Linked DNA regions of Mus musculus: all the other regions are linked to region 2. A link is a contact called in public HiChIP or PLAC-seq and promoter capture Hi-C data. All regions are on one chromosome and are shown on one strand. Each heading gives the region's core, a stretch centred on a gene start, on an enhancer-like site or on the middle of the called end of the contact. The rest is flanking DNA. Distances are from core to core; before and after follow the strand shown. Region 1 holds the start of Wnt9a (wingless-type MMTV integration site family, member 9A). Region 2 holds the start of Gid4 (GID complex subunit 4, VID24 homolog). Region 3 holds the start of Ulk2 (unc-51 like kinase 2). Region 4 holds the start of H3f4 (H3.4 histone). Region 5 holds the start of Akap10 (A kinase (PRKA) anchor protein 10). Region 6 holds the start of 2310033P09Rik (RIKEN cDNA 2310033P09 gene).

Region 1 (3,616 bases), core at 1,039-3,538, 1.1 Mb before region 2:
GGGTGCTGGGGCACTGTCTCCTGAAGTCCTGTTGAAGGTGGTACAGGTGGTATCTCCACCATCTATTGCCACCACCCCATCTATGGAAATAGAAGGCTGGGGAAGTCCTAAGACTTAGATATGGCATTACCTTGTGCAAGCATGAGCCCTGCCACCCACATGCCCTGGTCCCCTGGAGATGGGCCAGGGCTCTGAGTTTGACAGGACACTCAGAGATAGGCTACCCTTACTTCCGGAGCATTGCTGTGATCAGACCTACCCAAGACTAAAGAAAGCAGAACTGTCTCCAGCATCTAAAAGGTAGGTCATCCTCACTAGCAAGCACCCCATCTCCAAAGATGTACAAGGGCTGACTCCAGGCCTCTCTGTGCGTGGGCTGCCCAAGACTGCTGCCTCCTTCCTCTGCACTTGCTGGGTGGCCGAGGTGCCAGCTCCGCTCTCACCGAGTATGCATCGCCTGCAGTGCCTGGCGACACTCGTTTACAATCTCACACATCATTTTTCTTGGAAGCAATCTCGTGCCTTTAAATATGTCATCGCTCAGCGTCTCCCGTCTCCTGCTTCTTCCTAGGAGCGGGAGCCAGGCCTCCAGGTGGAAGTCTCCCTGATGCTGCTCCCCACCCCCCCAACACACACACCACCCCCATGCTGCCATGGCTGGAGCTGCCTTCTGGGTTCATTTTGATGCAGAAGCACCATTGGATGGCGATGTGGGGTGTAGGTGGGTTCCCAGCAATGGGGAGCGATACGAGTCCCCCTGACCGTGTAGTTAAATGGGCCTCTGATGGGGAAACCAAGGCTCGGAGAGGAAGTGATGGGCTCTCCCGACCCCTCACTCAGCCACACACCCACCACATATGGAAGCTTTTCAGTCAGGACAGGGTATATTCACTTGGGTGGTCCACACCCACAGGAGTAACCTGCTTGGCTCTGACCAGTGCGGAGGCTGATGTGATTTTTTTTTTTTCACTCATTTCCTCCTCTGCTTTCCTTTGGAGCCGTGACAGGTGGCTGAGCAGTTGCTGTGCACGGCTAGACAACTCAGCCTCCCAGAGGAGCTCAAAACCCTCAGACTTGGAGGTCTCCCATCCAGAATCAGCCCCTCTAAGTTGAGAAGGCGGTGGCTGGTAAGGAGGTTTGCCTTCCAGGGTGTGGAGCTTGCCCCTGTAAGCCCAGGTCAGGGAGGCACGCTAGTGTTGGAGGTCCCTGGGTTTTGTTAGCTTGGCTCTGGTGTGTGTGTGTGTGTGTGTGTCACTGTCTTGCACAGAAAGTGCGTCTCCAGCACGGAAGGTTGACACGCGGTGGGCATGTGTCAGGATCCAATCACTCGGTCCTATTCTCCAGCACTTTGAATGGTCCCTGAATAAGCCGCCCCTCCCCCAATGTCAGGGGACTCTTAAGCAGTCTATTGGGTGCCCTGGGCAATTGTGTTTCTCTGCGTGTTAGTTAAGGTTTGACTTATAGACAATTCAGTCCACGAAGATGAGTCACAGCTCTGGGCTTTCACACAGACCAGTCACCATCCTGGCCAGCGGTCCCCTTCATCTTCCACCCTGTTTGGGGTATGAGGTCCCTGAGTGTCAGTGATATCTGCAGCTAGTAGTCCAGAAGTCCCTGAGGACCATATTGTCCCATCCTCAGGTCCAAGTCGGCCACAGCACCGGCTCTGCAGAAATGCCTTTTTGGTCTCCCTTGGAGAGGTCGCCTTTCCATTCCTCCAGCTACAGCACCCCAACTTTCAGCAGTGGCTCCCTCTTGGCAACATTGGCCCGCGAGTGGATTCGCGTCCCCCCACGCTCCCGCTCTGTAATCCAGTGGCTAACGTCGCTCCCAAGCCACCCAGTCACTATCCCCTCAAGCACAGTCGTCCAAGTTTCTCGGCTCTTGGATGTCTTTCCCGGCGGCCAACACCCGGTCCCTAACTGTCAGGAGACACCCCGGAGCTCGCACTTGTGTCCTGGCTGCAGACACCTAGCCCCGGGGTCTAACCCTGCTCTGTCTCTCAGTCCCGCCCCATCGCTCCTTCTGGCTCCGTTACTCGACCGGGGTTCCCACCGCGCCACGTGCCCAGCCCTCCCCACAGCGCGCCCCAGGCCCGCCCCGCGAGCCGAGCAGCTCGGCGGCCGCGGCGGCGGCGGCGGGCGCGCAGCTCGGATTTCGGCCCGCCCCCGGCGCCGGCGTGACCCCTCCTCCGGGGCGCGGGCGGGCCGAGCCCAGCTGGCCGGCGCCCCGCCCCGCGGCCGCGGCTGCGGACGCTATAAGAGGGCGGCGGTCGCGGCGCGCCCTGCGCGGAGCCCGGAGCGCGATGGTCTGCCGCCGCGGCGCGGCAAGATGCTGGATGGGTCCCTTCTGGCGCGCTGGCTGGCCGCGGCCTTCGGGCTGACGCTGCTGCTCGCCGCGCTGCGCCCTTCGGCCGCCTACTTCGGGTAGGTGCCCGCGGCGGGCGGCCGCGCGAGGGCGGGCGAGGGCGGCGGGGCCGGACGGGGGCATCGAGCCCGGGGTAGCACTCGCCAGGTGCTCGGCGGGGTACACGGGTGGCTTGGAGTCGTTAGTTGGCAGCGAGCGCGCCTCTCGGTCCGCAGGTCGTTGCCCGCCGTGCGCCCTAGAGGTAGAGGGGCCGGTGTCCCCGACGGGCTTGCGCGGGGCCGCGGTCCACGGTGACTCCCGAGTCGCCGCCGCCGCCTTAGGCCGCGGTGTTCCTGCCAAAAGGCTGGAGCCTCCCTGGCCCCTGCCCACTACCCCCCTTCTCTCCTGGAAAAGTTAATTTAACAACAACAAAAAAACACGTACAAAATCCAGATGTTCCTTGCACTGAGCCCCAAAGGGGAGAAAAAAAACCCTCCAAGCTGGAGAAATTTATTTTTCTTGCGCTTTTTTCTGGCGCTCGCCCGAGCCTGGCCCCGACCTCGGCCCTCGGGAACACGTCTGGGAGACCTGACCCCGGGGGGTAAACGCCGCCGCTGTCCCGCGGGGTCGCCGCCCGCACTCGCCTGTCTATGCGTTAGCAGTTTTGCCGCGTTCTTGGGCGCGTCTCTTCACCTTTGGTTCCTTTCGTCCCTCCCTCTCTACTCGCTTTCCCAGGTTTGGGATGCCTGAACCCAGCGATCTTTAGAGGGACACCCACTGCACTTTGAGTTCTCCAAGGTCCTGGGTGGCACCACGCATGGCAGCGCCCCAGCTTTCTCTGCCCTCCCTGCTTATCACCCTTCTTTCCCCCTCTGGGAGACCTGGGTTAGCCCCTCGGGTCGCAACCCTGGTCCTGGGTGATCTGGACTGCGTCTTGGGCCGCCGCCCTTCGCCGGTCACCTGTTCCCTCGCCCCTGGCTTCAGTGGCCGCTCGCAGCGGTGTGGCCGGCAGAGGGCCCCGTTGGTCTAGGAATCTGGCACCCGCCAGGGCAGGGAGAGGCGGCTGGGCTGAGGAACCCTGCAGGTGTATCCTGTTCTCAAAGAAAATAAAATATTTTCATGGGAAATTTTCCCTTTGTGTTTTTCTTTCTCCTCCTTTCTCCTCCGTCTGTCCATTTCTTCTGGGTTGTCTTCCAGGGTCAGTTCCATGTCTCGGTTCCCAGGGTCTCCCCACCCTGGCTCCCCTGGTCCGACCCCTGGGCCTTGGCCT
Region 2 (3,605 bases), core at 1,091-3,590:
AACAAAGGAACACATTCAGGAGTTCACTAAATAGGCAAAGGGTCAATTTAAGCGCATGGATGCTTTTTGTTTTCCATTGTGGAGGTGCTTGATCTGCCATCTTTTCTTCTGTATTACAGACTTACCAGTTGGCTCTTAGCATTATTTAGCACATAGTAGGTAGTCAAAGGTGAAAGAAAATAGGAATGTATGAATGAATGGGGCACAGAGAGCTATCTGTAAGTCAAGCCCGTTCTCCTCCTCCCCATACCCCATGACCTCAAGTGATCCTATCTCAGGCTCCCAAGCAGCTGATACATGTGTGTGACGCTACTCTTAGCTTCTTCCTTTGTCTTTACTGGCTTTTTCTGCCCCACTTTTAGGCCTTCGTTTGTGTCCTGATAAGCAAAAATCAGCTCCCTGGTGCATCCACTCCCTTCCCCAGTTATATAAAATCATGGGCTATAGACCATTGAACGGCTCACCACGTATAGACGCTGACCACTAAACCCAACATCCTCAGTTCAGTCCCTCAAAGCCACAACCAAGTCCTGCTGGTTGTCCTCTGACCTCCATGTGCATGCCAAGTGCACACACAGATATATACACACTAAATGAAACAAGAAATTATGGGATTTACAGCCTAAAGAATTCTTAAAGGCAATCTCATGCTTCAGATCACCAAAGAAAGCAACATCATACATGCCCAAGACCACAGTACCTCAGAGATTTTGCCAACAACAGACCCCAGGTTTGTACTCTTATGCCAATTGCCAAACTGCCTATGGAATTGTTGCCTAATGAGGGCAGTGTTGCAGCAAGACCTCTAACACCCAGTCATCACCTCTGGACATGTTACACCCCCTTTCTCCCCCATCAAACTCTTACTCATCTCTCAAGCCCCAGTTTAAATGCCCTTTCAATCACCCTGTACACGCTCATCCTTGTGATTTCTTAAGTCCTTCATAGTTCCCATATCACAATATATTGCAAACTATTGTTTCGTAAGCATAATGAATCCTGCATCTGATGTTGAGAATCATTCAGGTGAGACCACATGCCCTCAACACAAAACAACTAACTGAATTTAGAGAGGTCATCACTACTTTTCATTCACTGAAGTGAACCTCACTTGTAGCAATCTCTCTTTCAGAAGCAATGAAATAACCTTCTTTCAGTCTTATTACAGTCCTTAGTAGGTCAAAGAAGCCTGGCATAAACTCCCACTTAGAGAAAGCTGCAGAGAATGCAGAGGCTGTGGCACTGCACTAGGACAGAGGGCCCGCAAACCCCTAAGGAAGTGTGCTGTGTGTGGTGGAAGACTTAAGGCCTGCCTCTGTGCCAAGTCTTCTGCTGGGTCCTGAGGACACAACACAGTCATGAGGACACAACACAGTCAGGTCAGTCTTTGCCTTCCATAGCCTCAACCAGTCTGCTCTGTGACCTTGGATGTCCTGATTGAAAGCCCAAATTTTCCTTTCTGAATCCAACTAAGACACCTGCTCCCCTTTAAAAGGAAAAACAAACAAACAAACAAACAAGCAAACAAAAAAACCCTGAAGCTGGGAGGTGGTGGTGGTGGTGGTAGTGGTGGTAGCACTCAGGAACTAGAGACAGGAGGATCTCTGAGTACGAGGCCAGCCTGGTCTATAGAGTGAGTTCCAGAGCAGCCAGGGTTACACAGAAAAATCCTATCCCCGAAAAAATAAAAAGAAAAGAAAAAATAAAGGAAATTGAGAAAAGCCTCAAGAGCCAAATATCTCGTGTCCTGGGCACGCTGTGTCCCCTAAAGTCACCCTCGCACTTGTTTGGATGTCATTTTTCAAATTGAAACAGAACTCTGTTGCTCTAAATATTCGCATAGGCCTGAACCCTGCCTGTCACCCCGCATTGCACGTCAGAAACCTTCCTCCAGGTGAGCCCGACTTGGCTCCTGACCAAAAAGTCACATTATGTCCGGGCCTCACCTGTTGGCGGGACATAGGCCCGGGCCGGAGGCTGCGGAGCTGGCCCCGGCCATACTGAGACGGTGGGGTCACTGAGACGCCGGTCCAAGAGACCGCGCCACCGGTCCCTCAGCCGGGGGTAGATTCGCCACATCCTGCCCAAGGACCTGGGTGGACACATGCGTGGAAACAGAGTACAGGAAAAGAGCGAAGAGAACCCCACACCCCTCGCTGGTTCTGTACGGAAACCTCTCACCAAGGGTTCATAGCCCTCAGCCTCCTCAGCACGCCGCCATCTTCCTCATGACACCTACGGCGCGCCGTCGCAGCCGTGCGCCCCGCTGCGCGCCACTCCCGCCCCCGTCAATCAGCATCATAAACGTGCTCGCCACGCCCCCTCCATGCCGCGCCACGGGAAGAAAACTACAAGTCCCAGAGGGCCGTTCGCGCTCTGCGCCACGTGCTTTCTCTGTCCGCCAATGGGCGGAAGCGCCGCGTGAGCTTGCTCCCGCCTCTCCAGCGCGCCCGCGCCAATTGGAAGCTGCAGAGTGTGTGTGTGTTTGTGTGTGTGTGAGCGCGCGCGTGTGTGTGTGAGCGCGTGTGTATGAGTGAGTGAGTGTGTATGCGCGTGTGTGTGTGTGTGCGTGCGTGCGTGTGTGTGTGTGTGTGTGTGTGTGTGTGTGTGTGTGTGTACCCGCGAGGGCAAGTGGGAAGGGAGACCCAGCTCAGGTCTGGGAGGCCCTGCTTGCAGGTCTCCGGGTCCAGGTGGCAACACGAGCGCTTGGTCTGGCCTCAGCGGGCGGGTGGTTCCCCGGCCCCTCCCCCGCGCGTGCGCGCCCGGGTCCGCCCTCCCCGCAGCTTCGGCTCCCGCGCGGCGGCGGCGGTTCCTTCCCCCTCCCCCAGCCCTGGCTCCGGGGGACCCCGCGATGCCGGTCCGCACCGAGTGTCCCCCGCCGGCGGGTGCCTCAACCACATCCGCGGCCTCACTCATCCCGCCGCCGCCCATCAACACCCAGCAGCCCGGCGTGGCCACCAGCTTGCTCTACAGCGGCTCCAAGTTCCGTGGCCACCAGAAGAGCAAGGGGAACTCGTACGACGTAGAGGTGGTGCTGCAGGTGAGCGCCAGGCGGCAAGGCCGGGCCCGAGGGCCTCCTCGCGGCGCTCACGGGCCGGGCCTGCCCTGGGCTCCTCGAGCCCTCAGCCGCGGACCAGGCCCTCTCACTGCCGGGGCCTCCTGCACCCGGCGCCTCCCACCGGGACCTGCCCAGCTGATGTCACACTCTCGAACCCTACCCCTAGCCCACCCCTAGACTCAGAGCCTGTAGTGGCCAGTCTCCGACAGACCCCGAAGACTGTCCCACACTTAGAGCCTTTGACTCGCCGGCTTGGGCATCCGGAAGCTCCCCCATGACTAGCCGTCCTTTAGCCTGAGTCGGTTCTTCCCAAGTCCTGTCCTCCCTACACCAGCCAGCCCTCCCACCAGTCCCTGTCGGATCCTGAAAAACTCTCCATTGGCTGCCCCAAACTCAGTACCTCTCGATAGCGGCCAGTGTCACATTCTCCCGGAATGAAGCTTTTCCTCTGACCCCAACTCCATCCTGAGTGCCAGGGACATTGCTCCTTAGGAGAACTCAGTCAGCCCACTGCTGACGGGGGAGAGGTGGCCAACCTCCCTCCATT
Region 3 (4,004 bases), core at 744-3,243, 1.4 Mb after region 2:
CTGTAACTCAAAACAGCAACAAAAACAAAACACATGCAAAATGAACAGCAACTAAAAATTATCAAACTTTAATCCAACTACCAAACTTCAAAGGATGTTATAACATGCTCTTTTAACTCAGGGTAACTTTTAACTCAGACTGTGATAGGTATTCTAAAATAGCATACCTTTAAGATTTTTATTTCCTTTCCAAGCAGAATTTGTGATTTTGACAAGTTCTTTTTATTAATACTTTTAATAGCCACCTCCCAATCAGTTTTCTAAAAAGGAAAAAAACAGTGTTATGCCTGAAAATTATAACATAGAAACAACTCAATAATAAAAGCTGTAAATTTATTTTTAGCCACTCAATGTATATGTGGTAGTGGGGAAACATGGCAAAGACCTCAAATCTCAAACTAAAAAACTGATTTCATAAACAACACAATACATAGCAATGTCCTACAGCACTAGTCATTAAAAGTTGTAAATACAAAGACCATATAGGATCAGTTGAAAAAAGTTTACAGTCACATAGGAGTTATGGATAAATAAACTTGGGAAGTGATAGAGTTTAATGAAGTTATCCTGGCTGGATTACACTGCTCTTATTTTTTTTCCTTGACTTTTAAGTTATTTCATAATGAATAAGACATAGACGACAGTACCTTTTTAATAGGCACTCTTGAAACAAACAGAATAACCAAAGCTTTTTTTTTTTTTTTTAATTACTTCCAGTCTCAATGTGCCTTCTCAAATTCTTTAGATTCTATAACCTCGTGTGACCTATTTGCGAAACAGTGGCTTGGAAAAAACAAAGAAACAACAAAAAAAAAAACCCAAACAACTGAGGTTTGAACTTGCATCTACGTTGTATTATTAGGTTAGGGTCCAACTACCTTTGTCACTTATTTCCTCTAACTCAAAAAGGGGAGGGATACTACAAAGCTCCCCCAGACACAGAGGAACGTGATAGTCTGAGAAAGCTTCAGACTAACGGGAAACGCGCCCGTTTTCCGCTGGGTGTGCAATTATCCACGGTAAAGGTGACAAGCTCCGGAAAGCCCGGGGCAGGGAGAAGGGACAAAGGTCCACCGACCCATAGTATGGACAAGCACATTACACTGTGCAAACACTGGAGTCCTAGTCGCTTCGGGACCAGTGGCTTCTCTGAGCAGCAAGTCCCCGGGCGCACCTCGGTTACCCAGCACACTGTCAGGGAAGAACATCAGTGGCTCTGCGCCCGTCGGTAGGTGGAGCTCAGCCTAGCGGCTCTGGCCTCCAAAACAAACCCTGCGACAGTGACAGCAAGCACAAAGGCAGGCAGGCCCGGGGAGCCCTGCCCAGCGGCCAGGACCGGGGCGCTGGCTCCCCAGTTTCGCACCAGACAACGGGCCGGCGGCGCTCACCTGGCGGTGCCGCCCCCGGAAGACCACAGCGAAGGCCCCGTGTCCCACGAGGTCCCGCTTGCAGTACTCGAAGTCGCCCACCACCTCCATGGCCGCGCCCCCGGGACATAGAGCGCTAGGGTGGGCAGGCGTGGCGGAGAACCGGGATCAGCACCGCGGGCCCGAGGGCCCCAAGCACGCCCGCGGGCGGCGGGACAGGGGCAGCCACGGCCCCGGGCCCGGATGGACACTCATGCCGAGAGGCCGGAGCGGAAACGGGACGGGCCGCCGCGCGGAGCCGGGGTCAGCGAGGCCTGGGCCCGGTCGCTTCTCATGGCCCGGGCCGCCGTCGGCCGCGGGGCTCTAGCCAAGCGGCCTGGGCACTGCCCGGCCGAGGGCACCGCCGCCGTCACTGGGCGTACCCGGAGCTACCCGCGCGCCTGACAGCGGTGCAGGGCCGGGGCCGCGCCATCCCCGCAGGTGCGGCTGCCTCCGCTTGTTGCGCCCGCGGCGCTGCTGTGTAGCGGCCGCCGCCCTGGAACCCGCACAGCCGCGGTGGCGGCTTCTGCCTGCTTCGCGGGAGCGCCCAACGCACGCGCGCGCGCCGGCCGCTCCGCGCCGACTACCGGCCCTGTGCGACGTCAGCGCGTCTTGTAGGACGATGCGCCCCAGTCCTGCTCCCTCCGCCGAGAAAAGGAGTGCGCACCCCGGGACGCGGCGCCAGGCACCGGGGCGAGTCTGCAGTCACTGGAGCGAGTTGGCGAGCAGGGGTGTGGGGAGGAGGCCGCGGCTGCTTAGGAACGGGCGGCGGGCTCGGCTCCGCTCGGCTCGGCGCCCGCGGCTAGCTAGAGCCCGCCACGCCCTGACCTGAAGCCACCCTCTAAGAGGCGGATCTTGAACTCCGGCCCCGGGAGTCGCTGAGGCGGTGCAGACACTGGAGACAAAAACTCCGGGAGCTGCCTTTCAAATCCAGACCGCAAACTGCTAGACAACCCACCTAAGGGATAGGGTCTGACTGGAACCTGCGCCTTCTGGGGGTCTCTAGACTTCTGAGGGAGGCTCAGAACCTCCTTTCTAAGGAGGCGCTTCATCACACCAGTCAACTACCAGTTTGCCTCGGGCTTTTTTTTTTCCTCGGATTGTTTAGGTGAAAAATGATAGTCAACTTTTGCTCAAGAAAGCATTACAAAGCCATGGTAAACAATATGTGTGACCCCATACCTAAGTGTGTGTTCAGGTTTGGGGATGTTGCTGTCAATTTCATCGCCTGCCCCTGAAACAACTCCTCTCACCTCTCTCACTTCTCTCACCTCTCCCTCTCTGTCTCTGTCTCTCTCTCCTCTCTTCTTCCTCCTCCTCCCCTCCCCCCTCTGATTTTACTTTTATGTGTATGGGTGTTTTGCCTGCATATATGTGCACCACGAGTGCACCTAGTGCCTGCAGAGGCCAGACCAGGGTGTCGATCTGAAACTGCAATTACAGATAGCTATGAGCCACAATGTAGGTACTAGGAATCAAACCTGAGTCCTCTGGAAGACTAGCCAGTGCTCTTAACCACTGAGCCGTATCTCCAGCCAGCCCTCTGGAACTCATCTTGACAAACAGGTAGAAGCCCTAAAAACCTTCAGCTTTGAGACAGGTCAGGAATCTGAAAGCAATGTCTCTAGTCCATTTTCTTTTCCTAAAAAAAGAATACCACAGACTCAGTAAGTCCATTTTCCATTGCTAGAACAAAATGCCCCAGGCTTGGCACCTTATAAAGAAATGAGATTTATGCAGCTCACAGTTTTGGAGGCTGACACCCCAAACAGCAAAGCACCAGCTCTGACAAGGAGCTCATGAAAAAAGGCTTCACAAGGGACTATGGGACAGAAAGAGATCACAGGGCAAAGAAACCAGAGACTGAGAAGGGACCAGTGTTACGACTGTATAACAACTCACTTTTGAAAGAACCCGTATCACAGTCTCTCAATTCAACTTACTTCTTGCCACACGGAGGACCAAGCATCCACCACAGGAAACTTTGAGGAACACATTCAAACCATCCAAACCATAGCAGTAAAGTAAAAATTGTTTTCTTAAGCACAGAAAAATCTTGTCTTGAAATACCAAACAAACAAACAAACAAACAAACACCAAACACTAGAAAACAAAAAGTTTTTAAAAGATGTATTTATTATTATATCTAAGTACACTGTAACTGTCTTCAGACCCACCAGAAGAGGGTGTCAGATCTCATTATGGATGGTTGTAAACCACCATGTGTTTGCTGGGATTTGAACTCAGGACCTCTGGAAGAACAGTCAGTGAGTGCTCTTAACTGCTGAGCCATCTTTCCAGCCCCCCCCCTTTTTTTCTTTTTTTAGTTCTAGTCCACAGAAGTGGCACAAAGCATCCTAAGATGAGATCCAGGAAGTAGTGAGGGGGCCTAGGCCAGCTGGAATATTTTTTTTCTCTCCTAGATGTAGAGGATCAGACCCAGGGCCTCACACACGCTAAGCAAGTGCTCTACCACTGAGCTTTAGCTCCAACACCTACCCACCTTTTAAAAGACAAGTATTTAATGTGTGTGTACTTTTGCTCCCTTATGTGGAGGTCAGAGGGTAACTTGCAGGAGTCAGGTTTTTCCCTCCATCA
Region 4 (3,621 bases), core at 662-3,161, 1.5 Mb before region 2:
GGGAAGCTCGGCGCAGTCTAGTTGAAATAAAATAAAAGAAATTAAAAAAAAAAAATTAAGATTACAGCAGTGGCTTCCATAGGTGCAGCGCCCAGCTCGGGAACCAACGCGGTGACAGCTGTAGTCTGGCCTTGCCGAGGTTTGGGGGTGCGGGAGTGTGGGAGCGTGAGCACCGGGGTGTAGAGAAGGTTTCCCGCGTCCTCTGATGGGCACCTCGGCCTTGGGTGCTGGAGAAGCGACGCGCTTTGCCCTCTCCGGCTCCGGAGCATGGGCATGCTCGGGGGCGTTTTCTGATTGGTCAGTCCAAAAGCTCTGACTGATCCAATTGGCTGTGTGAGGTGCAAGATGGACAGCTCCTTCCTCCCTGGCTCCCTCAGAATTTCAAGCCCTGTGTGTGTCGCCGATGTCTCACAGGGTCGTACATTCCCAGAGGCAAGAGTTTCGGTTCTTTCTGAACGTGAAGCTATTTTCCCTGTCACTGTATCCATAAGCTGGCACTAGAGAGTGGCGCGGGCCGGGACGTCCCGGTTCCTGGGCACCACCAATGGACGACCCACGTCCTCCGGTTGGCGTAGCGCCTACCCGCGACCGCACACCGCAGGCACGGGCTCGGGATTCCCCGCTTTGGCGTTCACCGGCGTCAGTTTAAACTACACATACACGTTTGGAAGCAAAACACCATGATTGTCAGTGAGTTCTATTTTTTAACCAAATCCGTAAAGATGCACCACAGTTTGATTTCTATCCTTTTCTGGACTCACGTTTTTTGAAATTATGTGGACGACATTTCTCATCCTCTGACGTGATCTAAATAATCATTATTACTATTGTTTGATACCCTGATTGTGACCTTTGGGGGAATCCTTGAATACAGCCCATGTTATCCTTGAAAGCCTTTGCTTCAGAAATCCTTTTTTTTTTTTTTTTCCTAATTTTCTTTCAGATCTAAAGATGTTTTATTTTGTTTGATAAAGCGTCATTTCAGTGTACTCTAAGCCTCAAAATTATTATCCTTCTGATTCAGCTACCGAGTACTGAAGTTATAAGCATGGACTACTGTTCTTTGAGTCATATCTTCTAGTTTTTTTTTTTTTTTAATTAACGTACGTTAACTGTGCTTAGTAATGGGTTTCATTTTGATAACTTCACACACACACACACACACACACACACACACACACACACACACACACCAGCTCTCCCCTTTTTTTCCTCTTCCCTCTGGTCCCTTTCTCTCTATAAATACCACCCCGACCCCATTTTTATGCTTTTTTTTTTTTTTTTTTTTTAATCTAGCTTCCACATGCTAGAGAACCCATGCCATGCTTTTCTTCCTGCCTGGATCCAGCTTACTTAACACTGTGATCTTGAGTTCTTTCCATTGTTCCAGCAAACGACACAATTTCTTTTCGTTTTTCTCTTTATTTTTTTCCATCTCTACCCCTCCCTATTTTTAAAAAATAGTGTTAATACTATGTAGCCCTGGCTAACCTCAAACACACAGATATCCACCATCCTTTGCCTCCCGAGTCCTGGAATTAAGCTTAACTGCTGAGCTACCTCCAGCCCTCGCCCCCAGGGGCGTCCTCAGACCAGGTGGATGTTTTTTTAGTATTCCAGAACTCAGGAAAACTATGCCTCGTTGTTATATAAAGGAAGCATGCAGAAAGGTTCTAGAAGGTTCTTTGTGTCTTGGGAGTCGAGGCAAGATTGTTTTGTTTTTTTATTTAACAACAACAATAAAAGCTCCAAGAAAGCGACTTGAGTTTTTTCCACAGACCCCGCTGCCCTCCTACCGAGCCGCAACTAACAGTTCCAGAGTCCACACCACTCAGAGAGAATATAAGAGGCAGGGTGTAAAGTCAATCCCCCAATGGACCAATCAGAGTGCAGCATCCCATAATGCCACCTGGTGGGCAGCCAATAGGAATGTAGCTGGGTCTATAAAAGCAGTGCTACTCGCCCCCCACATTGTGCACCTGAGGAGCAAGGGAGGCGGACGATTCAGGAAGATGGCACGCACCAAGCAGACGGCACGGAAGTCGACGGGAGGCAAGGCTCCGCGCAAGCAGCTAGCCACGAAGGTGGCCCGCAAGAGCGCCCCGGCCACCGGGGGCGTGAAGAAGCCGCACCGCTACCACCCTGGCACGGTGGCGCTGCGCGAGATCCGGCGCTACCAGAAGTCCACCGAGCTGCTGATTCGCAAGTTGCCATTCCAGCGCTTGGTGCGTGAGATCGCCCAGGACTTCAAGACCGACCTGCGCTTCCAGAGCTCCGCGGTGATGGCGCTGCAGGAGGCCTGCGAGTCGTACCTCGTGGGGCTGTTCGAAGACACGAACCTGTGCGCTATCCACGCCAAGCGGGTGACCATCATGCCCAAAGACATCCAGTTGGCTCGGCGCATCCGCGGAGAACGGGCTTAGGCTCCCACAGGCACCGCTCATGAACCCAACGGCTCTTTTCAGAGCCACCCACAGAGTCAGAAAAAGTGTCTGTAACGTAGACTTAGGTGTCCTGTCTCCTCAGGAGGTGAAGACAAGGTGGCCGGCAATCGAAGTGTCTCCCCAGATCAGTCTAGAGGGCTTAGCAGCTAATCCTTGCCCATTGAGCTATTTGACTTGCAGCTCCGTCCTATTCTAACCTGCCTTCCCTTGATAGGTATAGTGGCCTGAGCCCTTGTACTACAAGATGATGGTTGTGTTGCTGACTGGTTTTACCAAGTGAAGGTAGCTCCTACCGGCAGTAAACGTGCTATGTTTGCATAGTTGATAGTATCCAAACGCATCTGCTCAGTAACCAAGTTACTTATGTTTTGTGTTTTAAGGCTCATAATGCCTGGTATTAAAAAGGCTAGCTATTCCTGTACTTGAAAAGTTGGCCTTTCTCCTGATGGAAAGCCCAGTGAACTGCCTTTGATTAAAGTTAATTTTGCCCATCTGTTAACGGCGGCAGCAAAAGAGTCAGGAAAGTGTTAACTTACATATTTCCAGGGGACACATCCAGAGAATCCTGTCTTAAACGATTCCTGTAGGGTACGAAAGTCTAGCTGTTGTCTTGACTCAACCTGAGTTGTAAGCAATAGGAACCTCTCTTATCAAAAGGATGTTTTGCGCTGGAGTTTAATTCTCTGAGCCTTGGTTTTTCATACTGTCCAGTACTGTATGACTTCTGAGCCATACAAAAAGGGTGGTGTTCAGAGATGACCGGCATGGAGACTAACCGGCTTGATCAGAAATCAAACTGGGAGGAACCCGAGATGGTTAACTGAACTGCATTAGTGGAGGGCTGAGGGGAATAGCCTGAATAAGCCTGTGAGGTTAACACAGAAAACTTTACCTCTCCTTTGTAGTGGAATCACTCATTAATGCCAATGTTAAATACATAAATTACTCCTAGGGTGTGCATATAATATAAGTATGCAACTGAAGAGTTTTGAAGCCCATTATGTCTCCAAGCCCAGGGATGGGGGAGCAGGGGAGGGCAAGGAGGCAGAGGGGAGGTAGAGGGGGGCAGGATGGGGGGGTGGGTGAGTCTAAAGACTGTTTGTGTAGCCTTGGCTGTCCTGGAACTCCCTCTGGCCTCAAATTCAGAGATGAGCCTGCCTCTGCCTCCGCCTCCCGA
Region 5 (3,697 bases), core at 143-2,642, 1.5 Mb after region 2:
AGTCTGTTGTTCAACTTGAATTAGTCCCATACTTAGAATGCATTCCCCCCCTTAAAAAACAAGCACCACAACACTGTCAACCTAGGTACATTAACAACTCCAGAGATATTAAGACACTTTACTGATAAAGCTTCCTATTATTTACCAGTTTCATTCATTCCCTCACCTAGCATCAACAGACAGCCTCAGTCCTATGAGGCCTTTAGGAATCATCTGATTCTCAGCTGGAAAAAAAGTGGGTTAACCGGCTGTTTCGGGTTACAGAGTTTATGAAAAAGCTATCACGTGAATACAAGTCTGATTTGGTGTTATGTTTAAAAAAAAAAAAGTCTGTCTGATACATCTTCTCAGTAAGAATGAAGAGATACAACCACCTCCACCTAAAGAGATTTGATTGATCAATTTGTGTATGTATATTTAATGAAATACCATAACCCTTTCCAGGATCAAAATCACCTTGCCTCTACTTTAAAAACTAAGTAAGCTTTTACAACTGGACATCCGAAATCTAAGTAGTTCGTTTATAGTAGCAGCAACGGTCTCAATAATTAGTAAAGTTGCTCAATCATCAAAAGCAGTAGTCTTCTGAATACGGAACTTCAGTAGTAAGAAATTTTATTTTAGGAATAACAGTGGGCCCCCTTCCGCTCTCCACCCCCGCCCCCAAAAGAGGAAACTAGAAAATAGCGCTAGTTGAAGAAATAACAGTTGCACGTGGTTTTAGGTATAACCCCCCCCCCCCAATATTCGGAAAAGTCAAGACTTCCTATAAGTAAAGGGATTTCCTTGATCTTCATCCACAGTGCGCGCGTGGATCACACACACATACAAACCTCCAGAAACCAAACACACCAGGAAAACCTTTTCTTTAGCCAACAGGTGTTAATTTCTATGGGTTTAAGCAGACACTTTTGGCCCAAAGCGACAATGCCCCTCGACCTCGCTTGAGGAGGCCACCTTCTTCCCTGCGGAGTCCCGGGCAGCACACTGCACCGCGGGTGTCGGCGCCGAGGCCGAGCGGCTCATCGAGAGCCTCGCGGCCGCCCTGACAAAACCCTTGCAGGTTTGCTGCCCCACCGCTGCCCGAGACCCGGCTCACCCCCCGCCGGCGACCCCTCGGCTACCTTTCCGCCGGAAGAAGGACATGGCGGGGCCCGGGTCGGGGCGGAGGGCGCGGGGGGAGTGTCGCGGGGAGGGCCCGGCTCCCCTCATTCAGCAGCTGGCCGGGACTTCCGGGGCCGCAGGAGCCGCTGCACTAGTCCGAAAACAGCCCCTTCTTCCGGGTGTGGGCGCTGCCGCCACCTCGGGATGCCCCGGCAGCTGCTGCCGCCATGTTATCAACAAGCCACCCGCTTAGAGTTCCGGTCCGTCCGCGCGCGGGGCTTCACGGGAGGCCCCGGCCCCGCCTCCTCCTGCGCACCTCCTCCCGCGGGGCCGGGGCGCGCGCCCGCTCAGCCCACGTGACCTGGCGTCCTCGAGTCCGCGAGCCCTTCCCCCTGGAGGCTTCGGATGACAGCGTCTCTTTGCTGAACCTCCTCCTCTTCGGGAAGCCCCCGCCAGCACTGCTGCGCAGCCTTTTCGCGGAATCTTGCTAAATGCCGCAGGCTGCTTGGCAGCTTTACCCTGCCAGGTCCCCGGGGGATGCAGGCGAGCCTGCAGGACGAGGAGCTGCTCTTATGTAGCTCCCGAAGCTCCCTCCCTCAAAGTGACCTCAGGAAGGAAGGAGAAAAAGAGTGGTAGGCTCATTTTCAGATGAAATCCCTACAGATGCTCAAAACAGAAAGAGCCAGCAACCTGAGCCTCAACAGAGGGCTATTTCTTCCGTTCTTATTCGAAAGCCACCTTCCTATAAATCTTCTGGCTTTCTTAAAGCTTACCCACCTTTAGCGCCCTGGATGGATGGCCACTATAGCTACAACTACTGTCAAAAGCGAACCAGGAACTCGTGATGCACACAGTTGCTGATTTTTATGTTGGATCAGCAAAGTCTACCTGAGACAGAAGGAAAAACAAGTGCAGAAGCGGCAACTTGCCTGATTATTCGGTGTGTTAAAACAGGAACTAAGTAAAGCCTGGAGTCTTAACCATATTATTAGAGCAGGTTAATAAGTTTGCTAGTTTTGTTTCCAAGCCTGTTTGCTAAATGATGAAAAACCATCATAGCTAAACTTATTTATAACATCGTGCACAGATACCATACTAAACCCTCCAGGTTAGTAACAGTCTTTAAACTTGCTCTTGGTATGGAGGAAACTAGGCCAGCTTTCAAGGTCACGCTGGGCAGGAACTGAAAAGGAGAGCAGGGCTGTGGTTGCCCCATGTGAGGTAATGGTGTGGAGGTCTGAGATGATTTGGAAATGAATATTACACTCTGGGCATACCCCTCCCCTATTCCCACCCACTGCCCACCCTTGAAAACCTTTCCTTGCCTAAGAATATTAAGGCAAGCCAGGGGAGGTGCTCTGGTGGTGAAAGCCTTTAACACACTTGGAAGGCAGAAAGAAGCCAGTGGATCACTGAGTCCCAGGTCAGCTTGATTTACTTAGGGAATTTTAGGCCAAGGTGAGACTGTGTCTCAAACAGATAAAAACAAAACAAGGCGTTGAACGATGGCTTAGCAATTAGGAGCACAGACAACACTTGCAAAGGATCCACAGTTAGAGTATCTACTCTGTTCTTAGGCAGAATGGGTGGTGTGTCTTACATTATTCCTTTGCCTTTCCCTTCTGGAGTTCCAGTCTTGGCAGAGACTGTTTTGTATTTGTTAACTATTGGTTAGCTGATCAGGGCAGGAGGAACACCAGACGAATGAGTGAGAAAAATCCCTTAAATGAGCAAAAAGTCAATGGGGTTGAGGGGAGGGCTCTGGCTCCATTAGGATTTCTAGAATCCTTACTCATTCTCTCAGGCTAAATAAACATAAATCAGTGTTGAGGAAGTGTTTTTCAACTCAATTTCCAATGAGGTTTATTCTTTGAGCCCCCCCTACCAGAGATTCTGGAGTTGCTTTTATTCTCTGTGAGAAATAGATTGTTACAGTCCATTTACAGATAAGAAGAAAGCAATAGGCCCCCTAGCTGGTGGCTGGTGCAGGCTTGTCACAGAACTCTAAAAAAGTTACAGGTAGTCTGCTACCCTATTGCTCATGGTCAGAAAAGGAGGAGGGGTGCTATCTCAAGCCCCAAACTATTCATTAGATAAGGTTTTGTGTCCTAAAACAATAACATGGGAAATTTGGGAAAGGGGCAAGTTCTAGCCAATGGAGACAAGAATAGAATTAGAGGGAACTTAAAACCCCTCCAGATTGGGGGGACCTTAAAAATCACTGCCTTGTACCAAAGCATTGCACCAGAAATTTTTGACTTTTCTTTTTGCTGGCATCCCTTTCTGCAGAATTGTATATTTAAAAACTGCTTCGTTTTGTTAGTTCCTTGAATAAGTTTTATTATTTCCACTATCTCTCAGACAGCTAGACATAGCAGTCAGCTAATCGAAATCATTATTTACTAAGAACTTGTGATGTACTCTCTATGTTCCTAGCACTTTACAATTAAGACTTTTCATAATCCTTCACACATACACCTCACCACCACCCCACAAGAGATCCTGCCACCATCATGTCTTGTTTATAGAGGATGGTTTGGGTTTCTTTGTAATGACCTAGGATCTCAATGGTAATACAAGATAGAGAAAGGAA
Region 6 (3,745 bases), core at 39-2,538, 1.2 Mb before region 2:
AGAGGAAAGAAGTGACTTAGGGGAAAGAATAGGAGAGGGCAGTTTACTGGGACCATTGTACAGAGACAGGTTGCAGAGAAAGAACAAACTAGCCAGGTGAAGACAGAACGAGCCAGAAAATGAGCCAGAGATTAGAACATAATACCAAAGGTCGTATGAGGCCAAGCAGAGCAATTCGGGGGAAGCTGGAAGAAGCCAATTTGAATCATTCAGTGTGGAGGAGTCTGAGCCAGAATAGCTGAGTTGACCACCCAGCTAGATAGAGTTCAGAAGAGCATTAAAGGGTGAGCTTATTCAGCAATAGGTCTCAGAGGTTGAAAACATTCTAGGCCAAGATAAGATTGTATGGAGGCTAGAAGCTTCCAGGACAAGGCCTGGGTTAGCAGACAGAGGCGGTAAGCTTCAGAAATGACAATTACATCAGGCAAATAAAGGATACGTTTCCACTTTATTGTGCAGCTCCCCTTGGGACCATCCATTCATCCCGAGTATGATCTTGTTCTGAGGAATCTGTCCCAACTGTGTCCTCTAAAGCCAGGCCATGACCTCAGGGCTCATACCAAGAGCCTCACAAGCTGTGGCAGGTACTCAACGTGTTCAGGATGAAGACATAAAAATGAGGCTGTCTTGGTCTATTTGGGATGCTAGAGAGTTCCAGGATGGGTATTTTTTCAGACTAGGGATGAAACCCAAGACCATCATGTTAAGCAAGTGATCTGTCATTAAGATGTAGCTCAGTTTCTGTTCATTTTGAGGCGCAGCCTCAGTAAATTGCCCAGTAAAGCTTCACCTGCAGAGAACACAGATCGCTCTGGTTTAGGGATGCTTTGGCTTTCATGTCACATACGCATATTCTGTCACCCAGAGCATGGAAGAGTGAATCCATGTTTCTTTGGTGACTTTATCTGTCCCTCTGTTCCGTGAAGGTTTGCCATTATTTAACTTAGTTTCAACAGTGACCCGGGACCTTTGGAGTTAGCATTCTTGGCTTTCCAGAAAGCAAGGGGCCGGCCCCTCCTGGTGTCACTAAGGTTTTGTAGTGTCCCCTTCCACCGAGATTCCTTCACACGAGAGTTATCAGGTGGGATAGCACAGCCGCCTTTTTGAGGAGCTATTGCGCAGGCGCACGTGGCACTAGGATGAAGGATGCGCCAGAGAAGCCCTGAACGCCCTTTAGAAAGAGGATCTTGATTGATAAGGCCCTCGGATACGCAGTGCGCAGGCGCACGGGCACGTTAGCGAGAGCGCAGGCGCGCGCGGGGGCGCGAGAGTGACGTCACGGCGTGCGTCCGGAGTGCTGCGGGAAGTCCGACTAGAGACCGCGGGTACTGAAGGCTGTGCAGTGGCTCCAGCGCCATGTTCGGCTCCAATCGCGGTGGCGTGCGTGGCGGACAAGACCAGTTCAATTGGGAGGACGTGAAGACTGACAAGCAGAGGGAGAACTACTTGGGCAACTCGCTGATGGCGCCAGTAGGCCGCTGGCAGAAGGGCCGCGACCTCACCTGGTACGCGAAGGACCGCGCGCCGTGTACCGGCCCGAGCCGTGAGGAAGAGCTGGCAGCCGTGCGCGAGGCGGAGCGTGAGGCGCTGCTGGCCGCACTGTAAGTGCCTGGTCTGCGGGGCGACCGCAAGCCCCGAGGGCGGGATCTGGGTGGCCCTGGGGCGGGGCTGGATGTGGGCGGGGCACAGGAAAGAAGGGGACCGAGGGGCCAGACCCTTGATGAGCATTCCTGACCTTTGCTCGCAGTGGTTACAAGAACGTGAGGAAACAGCCCACCGGCCTGAGCAAGGAGGTGAGTCTGAGATATGGGTTCGAGGTCCGCGGGGTGGTTGGGGGGGGGTGGGGGGGTCCGTCTGTCTCGGCCTAGAACCTCCTATCTTACCCTGCTTTCGCAGGACTTCGTGGAGATCTGCAAACGGGAAGGAGGAGACCCCGAGGAGAAGGGCGTGGACCGGCTCCTGGGCTTGGGCAGCGCCAGGTTAGGCTAGTTGGGGAGTCCAGGGTAGGCCTGGGCGGTGATTGAGAACTGTCCTCAAATGCTCTGTCCCCTGCAGTGGCTCCGCGGGCCGTGTGGCGCTATCCCGAGAAGACAAAGAGGCTGCCAAACTTGGGCTGTCAGTGTTCACGGTAAACCCTGTCAAGCCCAATGCACAGGATCCTGGGGTTTAGAGGTGTCTGAGATGTGGGGCAGGATTCCCTGGGTGTTCCTCACCACGGCTACTCATGTCATACAGCACCACCGTGTGGACAGCGAAGGCCCAAGCACTGCCCCAACTGCTCCCAGGAAGAAGCCTCGCGCTGAGGACAAGGTCGAACCGGAGTAAGTTGAGTCTGCCTCCCTGTGCATAAAGGGGCAGACTGCCTTAGCTCTCTTAGTTTGACTGAAGTAGGCGGACCTCCATCTCTGGGCTGGAGTCTCAGTAGCTGCCATAGGTGACCCAGCAGGGTGACGCTCAGGACCATGATACTGGCCAGTTTGGTGGGAGGTGCTTGTGGGGTGGGCGGCACACAACTTTCTTTAATCCCAGCATTTGGTAGACAGCAGGCTGATCTCTCAGAGTTCTCACAAGCTGGTACGTGTGTCTGGTTACTTCTACTTTTGTGTCATCTCAACTTTGTACCTAGGTAAAATAGTGAGTTCCAAGCTAGACAAGGCTGCATAATGAGAACTTGTCTCCAAGGAGAGAGGAGGCTCACCAGGTTGGCAGCATTCCAGCACTCATCTTTGTGGCCATGGAGCCTAATAAGCTCATTTATAAATATGAACTCCCGACATGTAGATATTATCAGTGCACAATGGATCCTGTTCTAGTCTGCCTTTCCCTGCTGGGTGAGACTACCCCACAGTCGAGTAGACACGAGTCCTTCAAGCTCGGATCCTTTGTATTGTTTCTTGCAGTGCAGAGAGCCATAAGAAAAGCAAGAAAGAAAAGAAGAAAAAGAAGAAGAAACACAAGAAACACAAAAAGAAGAAAGACAAAGAACATAAGAGGGAGGCTGACAGCTGCTCCTCATCTCCCTCTCCTCCCCGGTAGGCTAGGCCCAACTCTACCTGGGACACTAAGGAAATGGGAGGCAAAGCTAGCCAGGCCTGGTGTGGTGCTTGGCAGGGTGAGGGACCCTTTAAGTGTCTGGTTGTCCTTGTCTTTGTAGGCCCAGACACCAGAGACATTCTGACTTCTCTCCCTGCTCTAAGAGGAAGCGGGAACATAGCCAGGACAGTGGAAGGAATCCATCCCGCAGACGACAAGACAGAAGCTCTGATGACTGAGAATGGCTACACCAAAGGACACCAGAGCCCTGGATGCCAAGTAGCTACCAGCCCACTCCCTACCTGCCCAACTAACTGTCCCTCTGTGGCTGGGATAAGGCAGGTGGCTGCTCCCCAACAGGATCCTGAGCCAAGCTTGCTGGATCTTAGGATCTATCTTGCCATTTGGAGGCAACTACTCCAGGTCATAGAGTGGGTCCTGGGTTACCAGTCTAGTGGTTCTAAGAGGGTAGTGCTCTTGCCTTGTCCCCCTGCCAAGGAGGATCTAACTGCCCAGGAGACTGTCTCTGCTGCCACAGGCCAGGCCCTTGAGGTTAGGGTGCGTGTTACTGATTACTCCTTTTTTGTGTGTGTATCAGCCCACTTTGTACTTAAGTAAATGTATTTTAAAAGTAGAGTGTATATTATCTCGCTGAGGACAGGTTAGGCTGGGAGCATGGGGCCCCCTTCCAGTATATATTAAGGGAACTGGG

The links. Promoter capture Hi-C pulls out the DNA fragments that hold promoters and counts their contacts. HiChIP or PLAC-seq counts read pairs in DNA pulled down with a chosen protein or histone mark.
Region 1: a contact with region 2 is called in a promoter capture Hi-C map of liver, with 3 times the contacts expected there. The contact joins the promoter of Wnt9a here to the promoter of Gid4 in region 2. A contact is called at or near these places in 2 of 39 promoter capture datasets (liver and pre-B cells).
Region 3: a contact with region 2 is called in a promoter capture Hi-C map of liver, with 4 times the contacts expected there. The contact joins the promoter of Ulk2 here to the promoter of Gid4 in region 2. A contact is called at or near these places in 3 of 39 promoter capture datasets (hippocampal neurons, liver and pre-B cells).
Region 4: a promoter capture Hi-C map of pre-B cells shows a contact between it and region 2, with 5 times the contacts expected there. The contact joins the promoter of H3f4 here to the promoter of Gid4 in region 2. A contact is called at or near these places in 6 of 39 promoter capture datasets (the C10 cell line, hippocampal neurons, liver and 2 more) and 2 of 9 other capture datasets (adipose tissue and liver).
Region 5: a contact with region 2 is called in a promoter capture Hi-C map of liver, with 4 times the contacts expected there. The contact joins the promoter of Akap10 here to the promoter of Gid4 in region 2. A contact is called at or near these places in 2 of 39 promoter capture datasets (liver and pre-B cells).
Region 6: an H3K27ac HiChIP or PLAC-seq map of thymic regulatory T cells shows a contact between it and region 2, with 7 times the contacts expected there. The contact joins the promoter of 2310033P09Rik here to the promoter of Gid4 in region 2. A contact is called at or near these places in 2 of 39 promoter capture datasets (hematopoietic stem and progenitor cells and liver), 1 of 484 Hi-C or Micro-C datasets (B cells), 2 of 115 datasets of contacts at active chromatin or transcription factors (large pre-B cells and thymic regulatory T cells) and 1 of 9 other capture datasets (liver).

Annotation. Positions count from the first base shown.
Region 1 is chr11:59,304,642-59,308,257 of GRCm38.p6, forward strand. It overlaps Wnt9a (wingless-type MMTV integration site family, member 9A), which reads left to right and starts at 2,289. Exons shown (of 4, transcript NM_139298.2): 1 at 2,289-2,426. The coding sequence starts at 2,332.
Region 2 is chr11:60,414,805-60,418,409 of GRCm38.p6, forward strand. It overlaps Gid4 (GID complex subunit 4, VID24 homolog), which reads left to right and starts at 2,341. Exons shown (of 6, transcript NM_025757.4): 1 at 2,341-3,040. The coding sequence starts at 2,852. Atpaf2 (ATP synthase mitochondrial F1 complex assembly factor 2) reads right to left here and starts at 2,230. Exons shown (of 8, transcript NM_145427.3): 1 at 1,947-2,230. The coding sequence starts at 2,106.
Region 3 is chr11:61,853,099-61,857,102 of GRCm38.p6, forward strand. Ulk2 (unc-51 like kinase 2) reads right to left here and starts at 1,994. Exons shown (of 27, transcript NM_013881.4): 1 at 1,389-1,994; 2 at 168-260. The coding sequence starts at 1,478.
Region 4 is chr11:58,959,800-58,963,420 of GRCm38.p6, forward strand. H3f4 (H3.4 histone) reads left to right here and starts at 1,912. Exons shown (of 1, transcript NM_001318003.2): 1 at 1,912-2,474. The coding sequence starts at 2,013. The coding sequence ends at 2,423. It also overlaps a transcript of Trim17 not described here.
Region 5 is chr11:61,928,865-61,932,561 of GRCm38.p6, forward strand. Akap10 (A kinase (PRKA) anchor protein 10) reads right to left here and starts at 1,393. Exons shown (of 15, transcript NM_019921.3): 1 at 1,125-1,393. The coding sequence starts at 1,212.
Region 6 is chr11:59,207,073-59,210,817 of GRCm38.p6, forward strand. 2310033P09Rik (RIKEN cDNA 2310033P09 gene) reads left to right here and starts at 1,289. Exons shown (of 7, transcript NM_024210.2): 1 at 1,289-1,601; 2 at 1,748-1,793; 3 at 1,897-1,979; 4 at 2,056-2,128; 5 at 2,236-2,321; 6 at 2,901-3,032; 7 at 3,155-3,664. The coding sequence starts at 1,357. The coding sequence ends at 3,272.